4 separate regions of the Mus musculus genome follow, and regions 1, 2 and 4 are each linked to region 3. A link is a contact called in public HiChIP or PLAC-seq and capture Hi-C data. All regions are on one chromosome and are shown on one strand. The core of a region is the stretch at or near the end of the contact, and the rest is flanking DNA. Distances in the headings are between cores, read along the strand shown.

Region 1 (3,274 bases), core at 268-2,767, 390 kb before region 3:
CATCCAACTACCAACTACAAGATATCCTCATTTATTGGAGCCTGCATAATAAGATAATCAATTACAACAGAACTTTTAAAAAGTGATTTGACAAGAAACAGGAAAGTGAAGTTACACTTCCTAAGATAAATAAGAGAAATTTCCTGTTTGTCTCTTGCTGAAGAAAGCAGAATGGGACCTTACCAATCATAGTTCTCCAGGTACAGAAGCCAGAGTGAGTCCTGGCCCTGCAGAAGCAGGCGCTGCAGTTATCTTTTAAAGCAACAGACCTGGGACTTTCAGAAGGAGCTAGGAGATAGATGAAGGGAAACAGGTTGCTTACAAGGGGCTGGTGACAGGATTTGTTGCTGTAATTTAACCGTCATAACATTCTTGTTTTCGGTAAGCTCTCAGCATCACATCTGTACATTATTTACACCTGACTTGGCAAGCCAAGCTTTTGGGCACAATTTACCTAAAGACTGGCCCAGTTGCTTTTGCTGACCTCATAGCTCCCACCTCCAGAGCTTTCCTTATGACCTTTGACTATGTGGCCTGTGGAGAAAGAGTGACTCGTCCCTGATTTCCTCGATGCTCGAAGGCAAAACAGGAAGCCACATTAACTGTTTAGTTAGGAACCGGGGAAGAAGAGAAGTTGTGTTCCCTAGCTGTTCCAACAAAGGTACAAACCCTAGCAACCAAAGGAAAAGACCCCACTTGATAACAAACATAGATGTTTTTCTTTTCTTCTCCCAAGTCTAAATACCAGTATGTGGAGAGTAGCATCGGTTGTCAACTTTAAGTTCAAGGACCCTTCTGTTGAGCTTAGCTCTTGTTCTTAGCCCAATTGCATGTGAAGCATAGTTAATAGCATGATAAACTCAAGTTCGGGAGATTTAAGTGAGAAACCTCGTTCATGAGTTCCCCTGCAAAGAGCTTGTCATAAAGAGGGCTTAGTCAACGTTAGAAGAGCTATTAAAACTGAGTATTAAAAGTCATCTTTTCTCTGGGCCTCTTATTGGAGTTTCTCTGTGTGGGCATGTTCCTTAAGAAGGAAGTGGGTGGACAAGAGCGCACTGGGTACAATTTGTGTATTTGCAAGAGCAAGCAGAGGCTTTCACTGAGGGAGAACATATGTTTCTGGGGCTCCATCTGTACAAAAAGCTCGGCGTCCTGAAGTACTACGGATAAAAAAAAAAACCTTTAAAATACGTCTATTTCATACATGTTTCATTATCTGTGAACGTTTGGAACAGTGTAACTGACCCTAACTAACTAGATGTGCTACTCACAGCAGAAGTTCCCAGCTGCACCTGTCCTAAGGGCAGCTCCTCCCACAATCCTTCGCGAGCCGAGAATACGTGGGGGCCTCAGAGGACGTGCTCGCCCCGGGCGGAGTGCGCCTGCTTTGCAGGAGCCACGCCCCTGTCCCCTAAGGGCCTGGGTCCTACGGGGCGGGGCGGGGCGGGGCGGGGCGGGGCGGGGCGGGGTTTGCTGCCGGTCCCCACGCCTCTGCGGCTTTGCGGGCAGGTCCTGGCAGTCCCTCCTGGTCACTCCGCCGACGCGATGGCCGTCCCCGGCTCACTGGCCGAGTGTGGCTACATCCGGACTGTGCTGGGCCAGCAGATCCTGGGTCACCTGGACAGCTCCAGCCTGGCCTTGCCCTCCGAGGCCAGACTGAGGCTGGCCGGCAGCAGCGGCCGCGGCGACCCGGCGGCCCGGAGCCAGCGGATCCAGGAGCAGGTGCAGCAGACCCTGGCCCGCCGGGGCCGGAGCTCTGCGGTCAGCGGTGAGTCGAACCCCACCCGCCGTGCTAGTCGTAGGTCTCCCCGGTGCGAACCGGTGTCCGCCCGCCCACCTGTTGCTCACCTTACCTTTTCCGGCTCGTGGTTGGTCGCTTTGGACACGCTTCCTCCCTAACCTTTGGTTCTGGTCTACCTTATTCGTTTGTTAATTACACAATTGTCTGTATTAAAGAATTCGATCGGTTTCACCCTTCGCCGCTCGCTCCGGGTTCTCTCCCTGAGATTCTAAAAAACACTTTGAAATTTTATGCAGACTTTGGTATGCAAGATTGATCTTCTGGAATAAGGCGCTTTGGGCTTTTATTGAGATGTTTTAGAGTTTACGACTCTCTATAAATATTTTTAGAAAGAAACCTTCAAAGCCCTGCGGTTCCTCCATCCTCTAAATTGAGGTTACCTCGTCCAAGTGCTCCACTCCGTATCTGCGACTAAACAAATTGAGCAAGTCGGCTTTGGGTCTGGGAGCAACCTGAACACCCTGCGGAGGATAAGGAGGAAGGAGACTTTGGCCAGGCTGAAGGTAGCCCCGCCTGCCCACCTCACACCCACACACCAGAACCAACAGATGCGTGGGTGCAGAACCGCCCTCATTAAAAAAAAAAAAATCAACCCCCCACCACACAGACTAGTTGACAGAAGTGTGGTTGATCAGAAAGATCAGAAGCTCTGGTAAATGTGATTACCATTAAGAATAATAATGCTTCCGTGCCAGCATGTGGATTTCAAATAGCAGAGTCTGGGAGGCTGTCCGCTTTTCAGTTTGTCTAAAGGTTAGGGCAGTTGATGTTTGCATACTTGAAAAGTAAAGAGGTGTTTAATGATTGCAAGCTCATGTAAGTGAGTGCCTGTAACGTCCCTAATTAGGCTATGTGGTTCGCACTTTATATTATCTTCTTAAAATGAACTGTGTATTTTTTTCCTTTCTCTTTCCATATGTGTAGATATAGATACGATTTTTAAGATGCAGCCTCAAACTTCCCGTCTCCGTCTCCCATGTGCTGAGATTACAGACATGGGCTGGGTTTACTGTGGATCCAAGCTTAGAGACAAGGAAACTGAGCAAATAAAACAGTCAAGATTCCAGACAGAAAGTGGCATAGGTGGTATATAAAAGCCAAAATGTGGAGTTTTAAGTCGATCATGAGTTAACATATTAAGTGTTTGATTACTAACACAAAATGAAATTACTTGGGAACTAAACTTCCCTGTAACGACTCCTTTTCCTCTAAGTAAAACTAAGGAAGTTCTAAGAGGATGGAAAGGTTTACACAGGAAAGAACTGCTTTAGTTCCTGGTGAGAAGAAAAAGCAAACCTTAGGGTTAGGAATGTGGCAAAGGACTCCAGGATGACTGAGGGCAGTGTCTGGCTAGTCCTGCCATTGCATCCTGCAGTGTGAAAAGCCTCATGCCCAGTGCTAACGTGGAACTGAAGAGCCTTCTTCCTTATCTTGTAAGGGTGGCCAGCCAGAAGAACAAGCAGGCATCAACTA
Region 2 (3,131 bases), core at 435-2,934, 450 kb before region 3:
CATAACAGTTAAGTAACACAACTACTGAAAAGAAAAGCTATTGGAAACTAATAAAATGAAGAGGGCAGAAAGAAATAACAAAAACAACAGATTTCTAAGTTAGGAAAAATTGCTAGGGCCCTGATAAGCTAAACAAATGGTTTCATAACACACTGTAATTTCTTTATGCTGTAGTGACAGCTAAAAATCGCAGTCCAGGGCAAACTCTTAAAGTTGTGAAAAGGCGCCGGGCATGGTGGCGCATGCCTTTAATCCCAGCACTTGGGAGGCAGAGGCAGGCGGATTTTTGAGTTCTAGGCCAGCCTGGTCTACAAAGTGAGTTCCAGGTCAGCCAGGGCTATACAGAGAAACCCTGTCTCAAAAAACCAAAAAAAAAAAAAAAAAAAAAAAGAAGAAGAAGAAGAAGAAGAAGAAGAAAGAAAGAAAGAAAAGAAAAGAAAAGAAAAGAAAAGAAAAGAAAAGAAAAGAAAAGAAAAGAAAAGAAAAGAAAAGAAAAGAAAAGAAGCCGGGCGTGGTGGCGCACGCCTTTAATCCCAGAACTCGGGAGGCAGAGGCAGGAGGATTTCTGAGTTCAAGGCCAGCCTGGTCTACACAGAGAAACCTTGTCTCGAAAAAAAAAAAAAAAAAAAAGTTGTTGAGAATAGGCACAAAGTCAAAATTTGGAGCTGGGCAGTTAGGAGAAGTGAATGAGCAGCTATAAGAGTGAATCAGGACTTTAGGGACGCTTAAATAAATGTATACAGTTAGCAAGGGTATCGAGGGCTGCAAGAACTAATTTATGTTAGATGTAGAAATGTTTTAATTCCTTGATTTTTTCATCTTTTAGTCTTCCTGAAATTTAAATTAGTCTTTTAAATCATAAGTTATACGTGCTTTTACTCTCTAAATAAGTTACAAAGTTCACAGTGTCATCTTTCAAGGCTATCTGAGAAATAAGTACGAATGGTAGTGTTAAGGGAGTTTAGCATTTAGTGAAAGGAAGAGCAGGTGAGGGAATGAAGCACCGTTTGCTGTTCTAAATTTTGAGTATTATGAAATAATCATCTGTAAGTGAGGAACTTTGAAAAGGCAAAATATGATCCAAGAGAAACACAATGTCGGAGAAATGTAGAGGATCGCTTAAATTTCATCCATGTAACAGTTCCTACAACAGTGCCTACAGTATACAGGGACTGCGGGAGACACGGGAGAAGCACGCCTCTCAGAAAGTTTAGGCGGGAAAGCAAAGTGTAGCAAAAGATGCCTGGGACAGAAGAGATACTCCAATACCCACTACTGTCTTGGTGTGTTAAGCAACAAAATAAAACGGAGGCAAATGAACTGCCAGACGCCAGCTCACACTCACTCCGAATCAATTCGTCCTCCCTGTCAGCCACCCACCCGCTTGGTTCCCAGGACCATTCAGCAGACCTGGGCAGAGGCAGAGCGAGGGAACCCTGCCTAGACCGACCGCCACCAACGGGCTCGTGCCGGTCAGACTGGGCGCACCAGCTCCCTTCACCGGACCAGGGACAGGCACGAGAAGCCCACAGAGGTTACACGCCCGCCCTCTGCTTTCATAGCAACAGCACAGCGTACCTTGGACGTGCCGGGGCGGCGGGCTCCAGACATCTCCTACGTGCACAGTCTTCCTGCTCGCCGCCCCATCCGGAAGCCGCCCATCACGCGCCCCGCCCCCTTCCCTCTGGCGACGCCCCTTCCCGCGCCCCGCCCCCTTTCCTCCGGAGACGCCCCTTCCCGCGCCCCGCCCCTTGCGAAAGCCGTCGTCTCAAGTTCCACGGGCTCAAACTGAGGGAGCTGCTGTCTAGGCTCTTCCTCTCGCTCTTTAGGGAGCCTGAGAGCTGATCTACAGGTCATCCTCTCTCCTAGCTAAGCAAAGCCTTAGAGCAGTAACCAGTGATGTGTTAGAATAGCGGGTCACCAAGAAGCACACTAGGCCCAGGCAGTTCAACGTGAAGAGGTTTTATTGAGAGGGAGAGATAAGGGAGTGGCAGAGAGAGAAGAGAAGAGAGCGAGGAGGGGGTGTTCTCCTTATTTATATGGAAAATGATGTAACACAAGTAAGGGTGGGAGGTGAGCCAAGTGAGTTCTGGGATATGGTGGTCGTTGGCTTGGCAGCCGTAAACTAGAATTCAATAATTATTGTTAATTAGTAATAAAACATAAGTAAGCCAGGAAAAGGAATAGTACTTCTCTAACTAATGAGGAATTCTTAAATATAAAATTCATAAATATCAAGAGCAAAGATTTCCTATTTAAAAAAAAAAACTATAGGAACACTAGTTGGATTTGTTATAAAGTAGGTTTCACATACTATAGATCTGGGAAAAGCCAGAGAGCTTACATTCTTAAATTTCTAGATGCTGGTTCAGGGAACATTTTAATGTGGAAGATGAAGCCGTTCCTTGGATGTTTTAAAGCGCTAGGACATAGTTGTCTATGTATGTTCAAACCAGCAGGACAGAGAGCTGCTACTTGAGTGGAAACTGGATTAACAGGGTTTCTAGTGTCGAAAAAAACACTAAATAAGTCCTTGTCAAGAATGTGTTTGCATGGGACTTAAGTAGAAACTAGATTAGCGGAGGCATATTCTATAAAGATATATATTGAAGAAAATATTAAATAAACTATATTGTTGAAAACTTGGAGTGGACAATGGAAAGGATTCTCAGAAAGTTGTATTTACAGATGTGTACAGAAGAGGAGCTTAGAGCCTGGGTGGTGACTTTATTCTCTAACTGAAAGATAGGCAGAGTGGGAAACAAGGCCCTTAATGAATTAAAAATACTACTGCAAGTGGAGCAGTTTTTGATATGCCATTCTGCAAAGGGGGACTACAGCATAGGAGAAAAAAGGACAAAATGACTGGCTTACTGACGTAACACAAGACAGTGGGGTTTTCTGTCTGCTTTGGGTTTCTGTTTGTTTCTTCCACTGGTTAGCTTGTTTGTTTGTGTTTGTTGAGACAGGGTCTCTCACTACTTAGCCCTGACTATCCTAGAACTTACAGTGTAGACCAGGCTAGCCTCAACTCAGAGATTTTCCTGTCTCTGCCTCCTGAGTGCTGAGATTACTGCTGTGCACTACCGCACATGGCAAAATAATATTTGTTTTGTTGTTGTTTGTTTGTT
Region 3 (3,002 bases), core at 481-2,980:
CTCCCAAGTACTAGGATTAAAGGTGTGCGCCACCACTGCCCGGTGGTACTCTATTTCTGAAATTGCTAGAGATTCCCTTTGAATTTAAAAATTAGAAGGAGGGCTGGAGGAATGGCTCAGTGGTTAAGAGCACTGACTGCTCTTCCAGAGGTCCTGAGTTCAATTCCCTGCAACCACATGGTGGCTGGCTCACAGCCATCTGTAATAGGATCTGATGCCCTCTTTTGGTATGTCTGAAGACAGCTATAGTATACTCAAATAAATATATATTTAAAAAAATAAAAATAAAAATTAGGAGGAGAAGACCAAATTTAAAAATTAGGAGGAGAAGACTTCAGCAATGGATGGAAAAAAAACCAAAAAACAAACAAACAAACAAACAAAAAACCAGGATAGCTGGGCATAGTGAGTAGTAGCCTGCTTACCCAAGTGCCCTGAATTCTACTCCCAGTATGGGGGTGGGGGAATGGGGAGGGCACAAATAAATAAAAGAGCAAACAGAACCCTTTCTCCTACAAGCATAGCTGCTTTGCAGAAATAATTTATAGACTATACTGTGACTCTTGAAAGAGGATGTTTCATATTTTGATCGTCTCTTCAAAGCATTTGAAAATAAATCTAGTAACATAACAGAGGCATCAGACCAGTGTCTGTGCTGAAAACAACGGGTGACAAAATGCGATGACAAAGCAAACCATTTTCACTTAATAACATTTTCATTCAGTTTGGTGAATCACAGCTAGAACTGGAAGAGATCTCCAGAATACTTTATCAGTTTCTTACTTCTACAGGAAATGATTACAGAGGACTCTCCGTGATCCAGTTCATGCATCATCTCACATCCTGACTTATCTAACGTGAACACACACTTAACACACCATCCATCACGATTTTCTGTCATGTGCCTTCTATAGCTTCGGGACAAGGAATAGACAGCATATTTACCAGTCTCGACATTGATCATATTGATAAAAACACAAAGCTGCTTGCTCAATCATTACAAAATGAAAGTAAAGAAGGGTGAGATTTCTTTTTAAGATTCAAAATATTCAAAAACATAAACATTATCTGAGTGTTTGACTTTTGCCCTCGGGAAGGGAGCGCCAGGGAACTAAGGTCAACTGAGCAGAGGAATTTGGTGAATCTTAAACAGCAGTATATTGAAAAATAGGTTGTACAATTCCTAATAAAGCTTTTTCTAAGGGCACACCTTTAGTTTTTTAAGAACAAGCTGGCCATATTCTTGAAGCTTTGGGAGAAAGAACAAACTAACTAGGAATAGTGTCCTGCGGGGTAACTAACCTGTGAGGATCCCTTTCACAACAGAAGGCAGCCCTTTCCCCCAGGTCCTCAACAGCCAAAGGCACACACCCACACCCACTCCACTCCTAACACCCCGTCAAGCCCCCAACACGCGGCACGCCCTCCGCCAGTCCCCAACACAGGCGTCACGCCCCCAACACGCGCGGCACGCCCCCCGCCGGCCCCCCAACACGCGGCACGCCCTCGCTCCGCTCACCCACGCATTACCTGCGGCCTGGCTGGGTTGCGCGACACGGTCAAGGCGCCGCAATTGCGGCGAAGGCCTGCTCCAGGGCCGGGGGATCCCGGGCGGCAGGTAGGAGCCTGACTTCCGCCGGATGGCCACCCGCCTGAAGTTATGGTCGCTCTCGCTGTTCATGGTGGCCTGCGGTCACTCCCGCAAGCCTTGCCCCGCGCGCGTCCAGGTTGCGCGACTCCCTGCGCTCCCTCCCCGCGCAGGCCTCGCTTCCCGGGCCTGCGCTCCGACTCCGTCGTCGGACTCTCCGGCAGCGGCCGGCCCAGGCCGCCCCCGCTGCACAGCCAATCGCCAGAGTGCAGCGCGGTCCCGCCCGAGCGCCGAAGAGGCTTGGGGGGGACCGGCGTCGCCCATTGGCCCAGGGGAAGGCAGAGTGCACCTGCCTGGCTCACCTGAACCTCAGAAACGCCTCATCAGCTTACTTACCGACCACGCCCTGGGATGCTGGAAGAACAGTCTGGCTGTTACTCACCACACTTTCAAGAGCCAAAGTCTCCCAGGCTACCGCGCTGCAAACTTTAGGTAAGGAAACCCAGCTTTGAAAATGACTGAGAAGCCGGAATTCCAGATGCACCGCCGGCTCTTGGAAGAAGCGAATCAGCTTGCCGGGAGCGCTGTTCAAGCAATAAGGAAGCGCAGCTCTCACCTTAAAGGGAATAAAAGTTTCTTCTGCAGCCCTTTTGAGTAACCATGGCCCAGGAACACAGATTTAGACAACCTCAAATTCCATGTTCCAATGCGGAAGCAGTCTTAGAGTTTCACAGAACAAAGAAAGTCGTAAATCAAGGCAAGTTTAAAGTCCATTGGTAGGTATATCAGAGAGGCGGTTACCAGCAAGATGGAGGTTTTTGAATAGGCTTGAGATACTATCTCGTGACATTCTTAGCTTTGTGGTTGCTAGAAGTCATCTAAGTCAGTCAATAGATTCCAAAGGTTAGTTTAATCTGTTAGTCATGGGATGTTAGTTTTAAAGTAGAGGTGGACAAGAAATGACTGTTCCCCTGGGCTAAAGCTAGGCCAAGGTAAGTTAATTAGCCTCTGGGCTTGCAGCGTTCTAACCTCTCTACAGTACTGAAGTTCTAACCAGCCAGTCAGTCGGTGCAGACAGATTCCCTTCAGATTTCATCCACAGAATAACACTGGTTTCCAGAACAGCACAAGACCCAGTTTATCATGACCACTGTTAAAGATAATGTAGTAATAAAGTCAACAGATTTATGAATATGAAGCAGTTTCCAATGTACATTTCCACGGCAGAAAAAGGACATGACCACAGAGAAAAGACAAAAGTAGCTAACATGGTTACCTGGCTCAAGACAATAGCTTTTTTTTTTTTTAAAGATTTATTTATTTATTATATCTAAGTACACTGCAGCTGTCTTCAGACACTTCAGAAGACACTTCACACACTTCAGAAGAGGGAGTCAGATCTCCTTACGGATGG
Region 4 (3,275 bases), core at 73-2,572, 300 kb after region 3:
GAACAAAGGGTTTGAGGTCCTTTCCTGAGATTTTTAAAGCCTAAGTAATACAGCCAGTCTCTGAGTGATAGAGGCTAGTGTGGTAGGGAGTGTTTGCACTCACTCTCATAGTGCTCAGAACAGGTTTCTGGGAAAGGATTTTGGGAACTGGGAGAGGACACAGATGAGAGACCTGGAACTGAGCACTCTGAGACCTCCTGGCTCTACCCCACAGCTTGGCATGTCTTGATGAAGAGGTTTGAGCTAAGCTGGTTGGTATAGCTAATATTGGGAATTTAACAAGAGTAAAGGCTTTGGCATAGTAGACTACAAACAAGACAATCATGGTGACAGCAACCTCAGGAAAGGGTACATTACAGATATGTCCTTGGCCTAGAGCCTAACAGGGCCAGGTTCCTAGTGCCTGCTTTTGCTGTCTTCTCTGTATCACCCTCTACCTCATCAGGTTATAAATGACCTCAAACCTTAATCAGGTTGAATGAACCAGGACTCTACTTGCGTAGCAGACAGACATTCTCCCCACCATGCCAGTACACACACCCATCTATTGGTTCCCCAGGCTCATGGGTTCCCTGAAACCTAATCAGGTGACAAGTTCCTAAGACAATGGGGTCTGATGGCATGTGCTTGTCAGCACAGTTCTGAGACATAAACAAAACAAACAATTGGGTTTTTTTGTTTGTTTTGTTTTTGTTTTTCGAGACAGGGTTTCTCTGTGTATCCTTGGCTGTCCTGGAACTCACTTTGTAGACCAGACTGGCCTCGAACTCAGAAATCTGTCTGCCTCTGCCTCCCAAATGCTGGGATTAAAGGCTTGCGTCACCATGCCGGAACAATTGTTTTAAAAGCCAGGTGACAACCTGGAGCCAACCTTGTCTTTAAGACTGCCTTTGCTACCCAGTGCACTAAGAAAAGTGTCTCATTTCCTGCTTTATAGCCCCAGAGCTCAAGCTGCTCAACGAATTCTCAGTGGCCATGCAGTCCTGCTGAGCACAAAGGGCCTGGAACCCTTAACCACAAAGCCCCTGGGGCCTGTGGTTAAGTGGGCAGGACCACAATGAAACTTGAAGGGGTACTCTCCACACTGTACACAGGCAGTGTACACGTTCATTGGTATAAAATGAATATAATGTTATACATGAAAATATTTTCTAAAGTCTCTGATGGGTGGCCAGTCCTGAGCAGTATGAAGCCGCATCACTGCCCTGAGACTGATCACCACACACGTTGTGAAGCAATGACTGAGCATTGTGAAGCAAGGACTGCTTTCTGCCCAGTCAAGGCTGGAGAAGTGTAGCAACGCACTGGCTATTGGGGCTCTTGTCGTCCCTGAAACAAGAGAGCAGAGGGACCAGCAGGAGGCAGCAGAGGTGCGCCCGAGGCCCGACTGCGCTTGCGCAGAGCCTGCGGCGCCTAGGACGGGAAGTAGGCGGGGCTGCCCAGAGCAGCTCGTGGGGAGCACTGCGGCAGGCTGGCAGGTGAGGCCCGCGGGGTGCAAGGGATGAAGAGCGAGGGTGAGGGTGGAAGACTCGGACTAGGGTGGGGGTCATGTGGGGGCCTGAGATGCACGAAAGTGAAATGAGACTGAGGACGAAATGGAGAGGTGAGAAAGCACTAAGGCCAAGACCGGTTTCGGGTGCCTGAGCCCATGGGACTTTGGGGGATAGCTGTGAGCAAAAAATCTGAGCAAGCCGCCGCCGGGCCCTGGTGGCAAGGCGTCGGAAACTAAAGGCACGGAACTGGGAATCCATTGACACCCTCCCCCAGGGCTGTGTCTGAACCGAGGTCCAGGAGGAGGCTGAGAGCTGTGAGGCAAAACAGTACCAAGGAGTGACAATCCTGTTTTCAAGGATCATTCCCTCTTATCTTCCAAAACATGAGGGCTAGGCCCACGGCCCTACCCTCAGCCCTACTAGTGACGACCCGGACTGGGACCACATTTTCAACCTGAATGCCCAGCCCAGTGGCGTCCCTAAGTGTATTTAAAGCTAGTGTTTTACTTACCACCTGGTTTCAAGACGCAGGCTGAAGCCATTGGGCTAGATTGCAGTAGAGCCTCAGTCCTGAGAGCCTTGGGCTTCACCGTTACAGTTGTGTGGTCTCAGGCCAGCCCCCTAAGCTCTCCGTATAATGAGGAGAAAAGGGATTGTAAGGATTTCTGCAGACTAACATCTAGTGAGGCCCAGTGGAAGGCAGTGGTCTGCCCTACCAAGGCCGCCTATTTCTAGGCCCCTTGATTAACAGATGTGTTCACAATGTGCCCTGGGACAGCCCTGTGAACTGTTCCCACCTAAGGAACTGAACGAGAGCTGCCTCTACCTCATGGTCTCAGTGTTCATATTCCTCCCATCGTCAAATTTTACTTTTACTCAGCGGCAAACTGGGATGGAAGTGGCCAAGTCACTGGGCACCAGATTCCTCAACTGAGTCCTGCTTTGGTGACAACTAATATTTGTGACCTTAGAGTAACACTTTCCTCCTACCACCTGGTTTTTTTTTCAACTGCAGTATGACCTGATGGCATGTTTTCCCACACAGTTCTGAGACATAAACAAAACAATTGTTCTAATAACTGTTAACCTCCCACAACAGATTAATTTGCAGAATTCCTCTGTGATGTTGCCTGAAGCCAGTCTTTTCTGGAAGACTGTCTTTGCTACCCAGTGTACTAAGGGAGAGTTTTCATTTCCTGTGTGATCCCCCCAGACCTCAGGCTGCTTACCTCACTCTAGTGGCCATGCAGGCCTGCTGAGCACAAACAGCCAGGACACTGACCACATGGAGCTTAGGATCCCTTTCAAAAGAAAAATGGCAGCACAATAATATGGCTGCACAGAACAGCCCATGAAAGATAGTGGGGGGGGGGGGTGTAGACATGGCTGGGGTGGAGTCCATCTATGTTCAGCGTGCATATGTTCTGTAGGTTGAATTTCCAGCACCAATAGAAAGAAACATAGTCTTAAAGTGTGTTTTGGCATTTTTGTTTTGTTTTGAGACAGGGTCTCATGGAGCCCAGGCTGGCCTCCAACTCATAATATAGCTAAGATTGAACTTGAACTTGTAATCTATCTCCATTTGGCTCTATCTTCCAAGCACTGGAATTGTAGGTGTTCACCACCATGTCCAGTTTTATCGAGGAACCTAGGGCCTGTGCCTTCAAGGCAAGTATCACCAGTTGAGCTACCCGTCCAAACCCTACTCCACACCCTTTGGTTTTTGTTTGTTTGGGGGGAGGGTATTTTAGTTTTTGCTTGGTTTGGTTTTGATTTGGTTTT

What was found. HiChIP or PLAC-seq counts read pairs in DNA pulled down with a chosen protein or histone mark. Capture Hi-C pulls out chosen DNA fragments and counts their contacts.
Region 1: an H3K4me3 HiChIP or PLAC-seq map of embryonic stem cells shows a contact between it and region 3, with 8 times the contacts expected there. The contact joins the promoter of Pkp2 here to the promoter of Fgd4 in region 3. A contact is called at or near these places in 15 of 39 promoter capture datasets (the 3T3-L1 cell line, the C10 cell line, the HPC-7 cell line and 9 more), 4 of 484 Hi-C or Micro-C datasets (embryonic stem cells, liver, nephron progenitors and 1 more), 8 of 115 datasets of contacts at active chromatin or transcription factors (bone marrow-derived macrophages, embryonic limb bud, embryonic stem cells and 4 more) and 3 of 9 other capture datasets (adipose tissue, embryonic stem cells and liver).
Region 2: a contact with region 3 is called in a capture Hi-C map of embryonic stem cells, with 5 times the contacts expected there. The contact joins the promoter of Spidr here to the promoter of Fgd4 in region 3. A contact is called at or near these places in 7 of 39 promoter capture datasets (cranial neural crest, embryonic stem cells, hippocampal neurons and 3 more), 1 of 115 datasets of contacts at active chromatin or transcription factors (pancreatic cancer cells) and 1 of 9 other capture datasets (embryonic stem cells).
Region 4: a contact with region 3 is called in an HNF4G HiChIP or PLAC-seq map of pancreatic cancer cells. The contact joins the promoter of Ppm1f here to the promoter of Fgd4 in region 3. A contact is called at or near these places in 8 of 39 promoter capture datasets (the C10 cell line, embryonic stem cells, hippocampal neurons and 3 more), 6 of 484 Hi-C or Micro-C datasets (B cells, embryonic stem cells, large pre-B cells and 2 more), 2 of 115 datasets of contacts at active chromatin or transcription factors (large pre-B cells and pancreatic cancer cells) and 1 of 9 other capture datasets (pancreatic islet).

What each region holds. Positions count from the first base shown.
Region 1 is chr16:16,211,828-16,215,101 of GRCm38.p6, forward strand. It overlaps Pkp2 (plakophilin 2), which reads left to right and starts at 1,518. Exons shown (of 13, transcript NM_026163.2): 1 at 1,518-1,768. The coding sequence starts at 1,546.
Region 2 is chr16:16,145,167-16,148,297 of GRCm38.p6, forward strand. It overlaps Spidr (scaffolding protein involved in DNA repair), which reads right to left and starts at 1,685. Exons shown (of 20, transcript NM_146068.4): 1 at 1,579-1,685. The coding sequence starts at 1,611.
Region 3 is chr16:16,598,248-16,601,249 of GRCm38.p6, forward strand. Fgd4 (FYVE, RhoGEF and PH domain containing 4) reads right to left here and starts at 1,731. Exons shown (of 17, transcript NM_001301817.1): 1 at 1,531-1,731. The coding sequence starts at 1,681.
Region 4 is chr16:16,895,147-16,898,421 of GRCm38.p6, forward strand. It overlaps Ppm1f (protein phosphatase 1F (PP2C domain containing)), which reads left to right and starts at 1,323. Exons shown (of 8, transcript NM_176833.4): 1 at 1,323-1,478.